Regions from separate parts of the Mus musculus genome. Here region 2 is linked to region 1. The links are chromatin contacts, called in public HiChIP or PLAC-seq maps. All regions are on one chromosome and are shown on one strand. Each heading gives the region's core, a stretch centred on a gene start, on an enhancer-like site or on the middle of the called end of the contact. The rest is flanking DNA. Distances are from core to core; before and after follow the strand shown.

The links. HiChIP or PLAC-seq counts read pairs in DNA pulled down with a chosen protein or histone mark.
Region 2: an H3K4me3 HiChIP or PLAC-seq map of embryonic limb bud shows a contact between it and region 1, with 5 times the contacts expected there. The contact joins two enhancer-like sites. A contact is called at or near these places in 7 of 39 promoter capture datasets (cranial neural crest, frontonasal cranial neural crest, hippocampal neurons and 3 more), 1 of 15 datasets of contacts at CTCF or cohesin (stem cell-derived epiblast-like cells), 17 of 484 Hi-C or Micro-C datasets (the CH12 cell line, astrocytes, brown adipocytes and 13 more) and 9 of 115 datasets of contacts at active chromatin or transcription factors (embryonic basal ganglia, embryonic fibroblasts, embryonic forebrain and 4 more).

The regions. Positions count from the first base shown.
Region 1 is chr14:48,355,415-48,360,882 of GRCm38.p6, forward strand. No RefSeq gene overlaps it. Among named protein-coding and RNA genes, the nearest start is that of Tmem260, 88 kb to the right of the region's middle. Within about 2 kb of position 2,032, at least 9 of the 459 cell types and tissues checked have an H3K27ac peak or open chromatin away from gene starts, as enhancers often do. A contact at or near this core is called in embryonic limb bud, where this site is marked.
Region 2 is chr14:48,987,625-48,993,092 of GRCm38.p6, forward strand. No RefSeq gene overlaps it. Among named protein-coding and RNA genes, the nearest start is that of Gm36024, 5.3 kb to the left of the region's middle. Within about 2 kb of position 3,372, at least 96 of the 459 cell types and tissues checked have an H3K27ac peak or open chromatin away from gene starts, as enhancers often do. A contact at or near this core is called in embryonic limb bud, where this site is marked.

The DNA of each region.
Region 1 (5,468 bases), core at 782-3,281:
GTTGTCTTGTGGTTTGGGGAAGTTGGCTCTAAGAAAGAGTTCCTGATCCCCAATATAAGGCAAAGACCAGGGCCTCTTCAACCCAAGAACTCTCCTGGTAGGTTTGTTCCATGGCACACAAACCTCAGCATCAGGTATCTTGAAAGTAGGGCTAGAGCAAATGAGATATTAATCTGTGGTGGGATTTCATTTGCACAAAGCTGTAGTCAGCACAGTTCAGACACATTGTGAGGCCCTGGGAACTTGTTTGTGCTTGTGTGCAATGGCTATTTTGGCTGTTGTGGGGCTGCCTGAGGGATAACTTCCAATGTAGGGAAGGGTTTTGCCACTTGGGGACTGGGCCATGGTAAGCAGCAGAAAGCCAGGCATCTCACGGTCCTGGGGAATACTGAACCTTGTAGCGACTCCAAGAGGCAAGGCTTTCCTGTGCCTGACTGGAAGACCCTTTGCTTCCCCTTGCCTGTGAAACAAGGGTGAGAGGATTTAGTGGAAATCTTTTCATTTCCGCTATTTGGTCTGGAATCCATTAACTTGGGTGGTCCTAAGTCTATTTTGTTAAAGTTTTCTGTTTATCCTTGCATCGCTAATAGATTTTTTTGGGAAGTTTTTTGTTTTCTTTTCTTATTTTTGGTTAGGATAGGGCGTTCACAGCAAGACAGATTGAAGCCATTCATGCAGCTTTTAGTTTTTTGGTTTTGTTTTTGTTTTTTTTTTTCAGAATAAATGTTTGCCTCTATAAAGCGTCCAGATTTATAAATTGAGTGATTCAGTTTTAATAAAACTAATTTCAAAATTCCTTTTGCCGTCTGGGTATCTGACACTGTTGGTCTTCTAAGACTCCTTTAGATCCTTGGTCTTATAGGAACTTGGTAAACTCCTGTATGTCTGTAAAGGACCTTTATGTCTATAAAGGACCCCACACCTGCCACCCTCCCTGATATTTAATGATAGTGCTGCAATCCTGGAAAGTTCCAGAAGTCCTCCCTCTGTCAGAACAGGACAGCCTGGGAGTTCAGAGTCTGTCTCAGGTTTCCTAACAGCCCAATGTTTTCCTTCACATCGACCAATAAAATCTCCATTAATTCATCTTTCAGATTAACCAGAGCTGCTGTCTCTGGTTGGGTTCTGGAGACTACAACAGGACTCTCTTCTACGGAGAACCAAAGATGCCCATGTTTAAGTAGGAACTAAGTGGGTGGGTGATGGGAAAGACGTGCTGACCGTCTCCCAGAACTCCGCTATGTGGTTGGAATATAAAACACCTCTCATTGACTCAGGTGTTTGAACATTTGATAAATTCCAGCTGGTAGTGCTGTTTGAGAAGGCCATGGGGCTTTAGAAGGTAGAATTATAGTGGCAGAACTATGTTGTTGGTCAACTTACAGGTTGTTTTAGACTACCCCGCTTGCTATTCCCTGTCTCGTCCTGGATGTGGAAATGTGAGGAGCCAGCTTCCTGCTCCAACTACTGTGCCTTCCCTGACTATGCCTACACCTCTTCTCCATGATGGATTCTAGCCCCTGGGACTCCGAGCTAAAATTAACCCTTTCATCCCTGAGTTGCTTTTGTCAGAGGTTTTATCACAGGGCCAGAAAAGAAACGAAGACAAGGAGGAGTGGCCGTCCTGCTTCTGGAGAGATCCACTGGTTACTTTCAGAGTTGTCTTCCTCCTCTCCTCAGCCTCAGCTTCTGTCTTTCGAGTAGGTCTGTCCTTCATCTGTGCTAAGTGTGAGAGCTCCTTGGGGCTTGGCTTCGGTTCCTCTCCTATGGCTTTCTGCAAACAGCCAAAAGGTCGTCAACTCCTGGACCATCATCTCCGGACCTTCTTTGCTCCGCTCCTTCCATCTGGCTGTGCATACGACGTCTCAATTTCTCATCTATCTACAAGACCTAAATTCACTTTCCTCCGGGACTTCCTATCAAAGTCAGAATCTGTAAGTCACACCAGGGATTCCCCGTCCCTCGTACTCTACAGGCTGCCTGCGCATCTCTGAGTAGTCATCTGGTGACTTTGTCACTTCTTACCCTCTGTCACCGCTCACAATCCACACTGCAGTCATTTCTCATCCAGACTCGAAACAGCTTTTCGCTTGCTCTCAGGTCCACTCTTATTCCCCTCTCTCGTTACCCCATTGGCTCCCAAGCACCCACCTGACTGAGTTGAGCATCACGGGAAAGCATTAGCTTTCTTCCTTGGGCTGCAGCCACTCTGCTGGCTCTTACTTCCCTGCAACAAGCCATGTTCCAGGCCTCTGCACCCCAGCCTATCACAGTCGTCTCCCCTTTTCTCCTTGCGCCTGCAGACCTCCTGCCCAGTACACAAGTGCACACAAGCTCAGGTTACCATCCATTTATCCTGCATAGCTTGTCTCAAATATCCTCTCCTCTCACCCATTTCCTGTTCCTGGGCTAATCGCTCACACAAGATCATATTCTGGATATGTGTAGCTCAAGTTTAGAATTATAGGCGATCCTCCACATGCATGGGGTCTCTTAATTCACAGAATAAATCATCCACAATTAAAATGTTTGGAATGTTTTTCAGCTATACTCAATGTGTGTGGATTTTTGTCTTTTCACTGTTACATAATACAGTAGAGTTATTTATGCATCTCATTAGATATATGATCAGTATCTGAGGATGACTGAAAATACACAGTATAGCCTGTACCAGCTATGTTCAAATGTGCTTCCATTCTATATAAGACCTGAGAATCTATGGATCATGGAATCTTTAGAAAGTAATGGATTCCTAACCCCTTATGAGTTCCAAGGGGCACCTGTATATACCTTCATTCAGTTAGTGGTCCTTATTGAAGTATCTGCTTTATGCCAGACACTTTCTAGACACTCGAGAACTGCTCAACCAATAGAAAAGTAAACAGGTATATTTTTACCTAATTGTTTAGATCTACTTATTTTTACTTTGTGTGCATGAGTGTTTTGCCTGTATTTATGCATATGCACCATTTGTATGCCTGGAACCCACAGAAGTCAGAAGACCACATCAGATCCCCTGGAAGATGGTGGTTGTGAGCCACTATGTAGTGCTGGGTCCTCTGGAACAGGAGCCAGTGTTCTTAACCACTGGGCAATCTCTCTAGCCCAAACTTGAATATTTTTAAATATTTCAGAAACAGAAAGTTTTAAATTACTATTAACGATATTCTTTTAATTGTTACAAGTTAATTTCCATGCTTTCCACCTCCATTCCATCCATACACTGGACTCTATACTTAATGGGAACTAGGACTATGTCTGTTTTTGCTGACAAGCACTGTCAGCCATCATTGATAGGATCTGTCAGGGACTCAACACCTGGGAAATTAATGAACACTCAGATCTGTACACCGGCAAATGAATGAATGAATAATTTTTACACTTGAACCGGTTTAAAGTGAACTGTGATACTTTTAATACTTCCAATATTGTGATAAATGATCTGGGTGGAAAGTGCATATGCAGTCCTCAGGGATACCTTTCCCTTCTCCATTAACCTTTAGCTGTCAGCAGCTCTTCCCGCTGCCCTGCATCTCAAGAAGCAGTTGAACATTGCTGCCATCTTTTGACCAAAGACAGTGCCACAGGTACTAAAAGCCACGGCTAGAATATGGGATTCTCACGGCTGCCTCGGAGTGCTACGAAAATCTCACCACTGAGGTCAATCCTTGCCTAAAACCCCAAAAAGATGCTGCCCGCTCGGAGGCAAACAGTGCCCGTGCTCCGTGCCTGGCTCTTCTCTTCACTTGTTGGTTTGTGGGGTTATCGGCCTAGCCCTCTACGTCTGCATCCCAATGCCATGGTATATAGCCTCGAATGTGTGAACAACTGTGTTCTAGCAGAATATCTGGAGTATGGTCACTCAGAAGATCCTGGATGCTGTTGCAACAAACTCCCTTCTCCAAAAAAAACCACGCATCCTGCTCAGTGGTGAGTTTAAGGAATCCACCATGCACCAGCGCAAGATGTCTGCCCTGCCCTCCTTCCTACTTGCATTCTCTCCTCTTTTTCTTTTCTAGCTCCTTCCTTAGCTACCTTTCTTACTCTCAGCCCCATTCTCTGCCCTCTTGCCTGCGCTCTCCCCTTCCTTTAAAGTCTACCCAAACTACTTTGGAGGGGGTGCTGCCAGAATCCTGTCCAATAAAAGTATAAACCTCTGGTTGCAAAGAAACCAGAATTTACATTTGGGATCTCCCACCACACCCGGTAAATGTATTAAAGGCCCTTCTGAAATAAAATATTGGGAGAGTCTTTGTACGTAGTCTGTGTAACTATGTTAAGAAAATTACGACAGATTCTCAGAGGGCTAAAATATTGATTTGGGATGAGATGGTTCGGTGGGTAAAGACACTTGTTGCCAAACCTGAAGGCCAAGATTAGATCCTTGGAACCTACATGGTAGAAGGAAAAAACTGGTTCCTGCAAGTTGTGCTCTGACTCCTACACAAATGGCACATGTGTATACATGCATCCACTCCCACACATACACAGAGATGCACATGCATGGTAAATGTTAAAAAATAATTATTTTTAAATAAATATTTGAAAATTATATTCCTTTACACAAAGGAAACTTGCAAATTTGAAAATCTACCTGTGTTACCAGGGAGTCTTTGCATATTTCGGAATAAAAGACTGTAACTTCCCAGCATCCCAAGAAATTTGACATCTTCCAACAACCATAGAGATGAGACACATTGAAATGGTCTCGTGAGGATAGTCTAGGTCTAAAGATCATATGGGCAGGCAAGTGATGTGTAGACCTGTTAAAGCCATAACTAATCCTTACCTTCTCCGAGAGATGTTTCTAGCAGAGCCTGTTTTCAGAGAAGTGAAAGTATTGGATAATCTAAGAAAACAAAGCTGTAGAGATAAGAGGTTTGTCACTTTCTGGTCAAAACAAGAAATCCATTTGTAGCCATGGTGACCATCTTGTCCCATGTATGGGCCTGTGTGTTGACAAATATCTCCTCTCTTGAAGGAGAATTTTCTCTCAATTAGGCAGGTTGTCATTTCTCTGACATAGATCGAACGATTCTAATTGTCCAAATTTAAATTTTACTTTTGAACTTATGATTCTGTTAGTCATGTTCAAGGGAAAAAAATCATGTTTTAAGCAGCAAGCTTCCATCGTGACGAAGAAAACAAAACAAAGCATCAATTTCTCTGATTTTATATTCAGAAGCTACACCAATGTAGTCTCATTTACTGAAAATACTGCCCTTCGGAGCCTTCACGGAGGCATTTGGAAAACTCAGCTGGTGCCTTCGCCGCTTCCTGTGGGTGGCATAGTTCACCAGAGATAGGGCAGCTTTGTGCAAAGGTTTATTCAATCTGGGCCAAATAGCGCTCAAAGTACCGAGCAGCACACACCCTCTGTAGTTCTCCTGCCCACTTCATGAAACAAGACACCCACCAGCAATTTTCTGTGCTGACAGACTGGGGACAAAACCCCTGAGCAGAGGAGA
Region 2 (5,468 bases), core at 2,122-4,621, 630 kb after region 1:
AATAAAATTCATTCATTTATTTACTTACCTATTTTTATTTTATTTTGAGATAGGGTGACAGTGTGTATTTCTGGCTATCCTTGAACTCACTCTGTAGACCAGGTTGGCCTTGAACTCAGAGAGATCTGCCTGCCTCTGCCTCCTGTGTGCTGGGATTAAAGACATGCCCCACCACATCTGGCTTCAGAGAAAATTTAAAAGGAAGAAGAAAAAACAGCACCCTTGCAAGAATGACCCATTCCTACTAAATAGATATTAAACTTCTTTTTTCAGCTATCAACCCAACCAAGCCCCTATATAAATCAGGTTTTTACTGATTTCATTAGGTTTGGTTGCTTCTGGGTAGGCTATACGATATATATATACATACATACCAACAACATCACTGTTTGTTGAGCATTTTCTATACATCTAGCATCTACTGTTACCTTTTATTATAATTTCTTTCATGTGAGGAGCACACTAACCCGCTTATTCATATAGTGACCATGAGCTTTCTGCTAGAGAAAGGGAAGTGTCTGGTTTTGGTAGACACATGGGTTCGGAATGAGATGGTTTAAGTTTGAATGTCTGTCCTGTGCATATTGATCATGTGTCTTTAGACAAGTGCTATTCTTTCCAAGCTTCAGAGTTGCTGCTTCTGTAAAAGGTGGATAAAATACAGTCATAATTCATCAGAACACTGACCACAAACTTGGTGGGTCTTCCTCAGGAGTCAGAAAGGTTTGAGTACTCTGTGCTAGATGTGTGCAGGGTTCTGAGTACTTCCTGCCATTATCTCATTAAGAAAACCCATTCATTTATTTATTAATCTGGTTAGCAACTCACATAGTCAGTAGATCACTTCATAAAGTCGTGCTAGGCTGTGAGAGCCCACAGGAAAGCGGAAGGGCAGGCAGTAAGCAAATAATGAGTCTGGAGGTGGTGATAACTGAAGGGGTGAGTGGTATGCGACTGTGTGTGTGAGTGTGCATGTGTGTGAGTATATGTGCATGTGAGTATATGTGTGAGTGTGAGAGTGTGTGTGAGTGTGTAAGGATGTGTATGTGTATGTATGTGTGTGAGTGTATGTATATGAGTGTGTGTATATATGTGTGAGTGTGTATGTGTGTGTAAGTGTGTATGTGTGTGAGAATGTGTGTGCTATGTATGTGTGTGTTATATGTGTGAGCGTGTTGTGTGTGTTGTGTGTATGTATGTGTATATGTGTATGTATATGTGTATATGGGTGTGAGTGTATATGTGTTATGTGTATGTGAGTGTGCTGTGTGTGTGAGAGAGTGAGAGTATGTTGTATGCAGAGGGAGAGGTTGTGAATTTGGAGGAGTCAATGGCTACAGTTAGCAGGCAAAGATGACACTAAGACACCTTCAAGGAAGATGCAGTAAGAGTGTAAGGCAGGGGAGAAAGAATCCTTTGGGCAAAGGAAAAGCCACCTGTCTGGTCTGGTTCCTGGGATGAAGGCCATCATTGTCTGTTCCCTGGCAGTCTAAGGAGTCTGGATTTAATCCTTGGGCTCAGATTTAGCTCCACCTATCACAGGTCTCAGAAATCCTCATTAAGATTTGATGACTTTTCTACGCAGTTCTCATGAATCAATCGGCCACAGCTCAGGCAAGTGGCAGTTTATAAGAGTACTCAGGGGGCTGGCGAGATGGCTCAGTGGGTAAGAGCACCCGACTGTTCTTCCGAAGGTCCAGAGTTCAAATCCCAGCAACCACATGGTGGCTCACAACCATCTGTAACAAGATCTAACGCCCTCTTCTGGAGTGTCTGAAGACAGCTACAGTGTACTTACATATAATAAATAAATAAATCTTTAAAAAAAAAAAAAAATAAGAGTACTCAGCCGCTCATGACAAGAGCCTGAAAGTCTAAAGGCTGGAAGGATATGGACTGATAGCTGGTTTCCAGCAGATAGTCTGACATGATTTCCCTGTCAATTTTTTATTAGCCTTTAAATACCAAATACACAATTCCCTAAACACCCACACACACACCCCGCGCGTGTGCGCACGCCAAAGAGCCTTTGGAAATGTTAACAGACAGCAGTACTGTAAACATTCACTTATCACATTAGAGTATATTCTAAACACAAAAAGGACCCATTACTCTTTTTTTTTTTTAATCACAGAAAGTTTTGCTCACACAAAGCAAACCCATAGCCCTTTGTCTCACCCAGGTCCCCACTCCAAAGCTTCAATGTCTCCTGGGAAGTGTTTTAGCCCTGAAGTCCAGAACCTTACAACGAAACAAGTCAAATATAACAAAGACTGTCTTTGCTCTGAACCAGGGATCACAGCATTCTCTCTGTTTCAATAGTTTCCAAACGCTTCGCAGTGAATGTGTTCTACTTTAAGAATTTCCCAATTAAAGACCTCAGAATGCAGACAAAACTCTGTCACTCCGGCTTTTCCTTTCCTCCTCTCATTTCTAAGGCCAGTTTGTTTTATTCAGGATTGAAGAAAGGACAGCAAGGACAGTTCGAGGGACAAGAAGCACGTTCCATCCCTACCGTAGAGTGCACCCCTCACTCTGATCCCTCTGTTTATATCTTAGTTTTGGACTTCTTGATTCCGAGATGATGGTTTCATCATGTGGGCCTTTTATGAAGAGTATTGCCCCAGTTGATGAAAACAATAGGCGCACAATGGCTGCACAGTGATCTAGTCTCCAGAAAAAGCGTCCATGGAGATCTACAGGGGGAACAAAGGCTAGGGGACCGTTCAGTAACATGTCTCAAATGTGCTTCCAACAAATTACACAGAGGCATCGGCGACAATATTTCAGCCACCTGTAAACAGAATGAATGGTTAAGGCTCCATTTGATAATTGTATTAGAAAATCTTACAAACTGCTTCTTTTCTGGTTTAGGGAAAAAAAATTAAATCACAGGGGGGAAAAAAACGTCACTTCCTGGTCACACTCGTACACAGCAAGAAACATTTTAATTGTAAATGTGCCTTTCAAGACCTTTAAATTTCAAAAAGATGAGGAGGCCGGATCCTGTGTGCTTACTAATCTGTAAATAGAGCACAGGCCAAGAATCAATTCTGAAATGCGGCATCAATTGCACAGGCTTCCACTTAGTTTTAGTGGAATAAAAGCCCTACTAGATACACAAATAACATCAAACTTACTGGATTAAAGAGCGGCCCCTCATACTCTAAATCATGATTGTCAATCATCACCCTGGATTAAGGGATATATTTTAAAAACCTAAAAGCAAGCGCTTCCTTTTAACTTCTGCCTACTGCGCATTTTGGATTACCGCCCAGAAATAGTATTACTTGAAACAAGACTGCCTCCCTCCTACCATCCATGAGAAGTGCATTGTTCCGCAGCTGCGGCGGCCCATCAGCCAGGCACGCGGCTTAGCATGCGAGCAGAGCCCTTAGGATGCTGTCTGTGTTTAGAACGCGGCTTCCCATTTACTAAACAGAGCTGATTTCCAGTTTCGTCAGTGTTTGCCTCAGCATTGCTATCCCCCTACCAGAAAGAAGCAAATTAATCAGAGAACTACGACGGCCACAACTTACTCACATTGTAAAGTGGGGGCATCCTTTAACACCCCCCCACCCCCCACCCACCCCCCGCGGTGGCCAATGAAGCTAGTCTAGCTTTATTTAAATGAAGAATTGTCTCGTTTCAGATTTGTTCGTTAGCGTTATCCACTTGGGCCTCTGTCTTTCAGTACTGGAAACAGTCTTAGAAAAGTCACAGGCTATAAATAACTCTTAGACCATGTAACTATCCAAGGACCTTAGAAAGTTTATATATATATTCAAACCACAGGCTCTTAAAAAAAATTAAAACAGGTCCAGTAACTTGTAGGTTGCTTGGATTTCCAGGTGAGAGAAGTTAGTTTTTGCAAATCAAATCTCTTAATGATCTACCAGACTGGTAACAAGTTTCTTCAGTTAGAGGTGGGGGAAGATGCCAAGGCTGGGGTGTTTGAGGATTTGCTAGTCTGTGCCATTTGGTGTTATTTTTAGCAAGTAAATGTATTAACATTTGTAAACATTGGGGGGCATACTTAGTAATGCAGCTACTTACAATTGTGGGGGAGGGGGTGGAGAGAAAATATCTACTGGTTCTTTAAATAGAAAAAAAATGCATTCCAGAACTAATCTCATGAAGAAATAACCTTTTAATAAGATTACTGCAAAAAGTGTTAATCTATGAAAAGTTCAGCACTCTTTTAATTGCAAACAAAACACTGAGTTTCAACCCAACAGGTTGCTTCATTGAATTCATTCATCCACGCCTGGCAAAGACATTCCAAATTTGAACTTAATTAATATTCCTTCTCTCGGTTTCCATAGTTTCTTTTTAAACACGAGTAGCAGCAAAAACTGGCAGTAACTTTACCCATATTCTCAATAATAACCCCCTCTGGCTATCAATATGGATGAAAAGGGAAAATTTTTCCATATACGGAGAGCCTCCATTTTCATGTCTTTTGTTTAAAAGCTATGCTGGTGAGATATTTTCCTCTTTCTGACTTAACTCTTTCCTGGATTGCGGTTGTCTCAGGGCTTAGGTGGAGAAGGAATGTTCCAGTGTACATTGCCAGTCCTGGATCCAAACAATAGCCTCCCACTCCCTTCCCACAAACCAAATAAAGGGCAGGGATATTCTCTGCTGAGCCTGTATCCTGGGAGGGTCTCAGCATCACTTGCAAGTCAGGCAGCACAGAAGGGTTCTTTGTTTGTTTTAACAATGAATGTACATTTCCTCGGCCACTGTGAAAAAGGAATGAATTGGTAGGGAACATTTATATGAGCAAATGACATTAGGCCCACTAAAGTGGCTGGTTTAGGCAGGCACGGTAATTCAGTACACTCAATGTATTTCCCCTGTGGATAAGGACTCCTCATACAGAGTGGATAGAGCCACAGTCTCAGATCTAGTCTTGAGTCATTTCTCCCTGCCTTCTTTCCTCTTGGGTCTATCAACGACCTTGCTGAGCTGAACACCTTCCACAAGCCACAGTGTCTCCAGCAGAACACTGAAGGGTTATAGCATCATAAAGATCTCTGTGCTCACCCCATTTCAGTCCAGAATTCTGTCCATGTCTTTCAGCCATCAAGTTATTGCTCTGATTTTATTATTATTATTATTATAAATAATAATAAATAATTTAAAACTTTATTGTAGCCTGGAGATAGCGGCAATCACCTTTCATCCCAGCAGAGGCAGGTAGATTTCTGAGTTCAAGGCCAGCCTAGTCTACAGAGTGAGTTCTAGGCCAGCCAGGGCTACATAGAGAAACTTTGTCTCACAAACAAGTAAACAAACAAAAGACCAAAACAACAACCCAAAAACCTTTACTGTAAAGATCTTTCCTGAGCGGGAGCTGTAGAGCTTTCTTAGACACCTTTGTTTTTTATTCTTTTAAGTTAGTATATGAAACAGTAGATTTCATTGTGACATCTTCATGCATGTGTGCTAGTTTACCCTGTTGT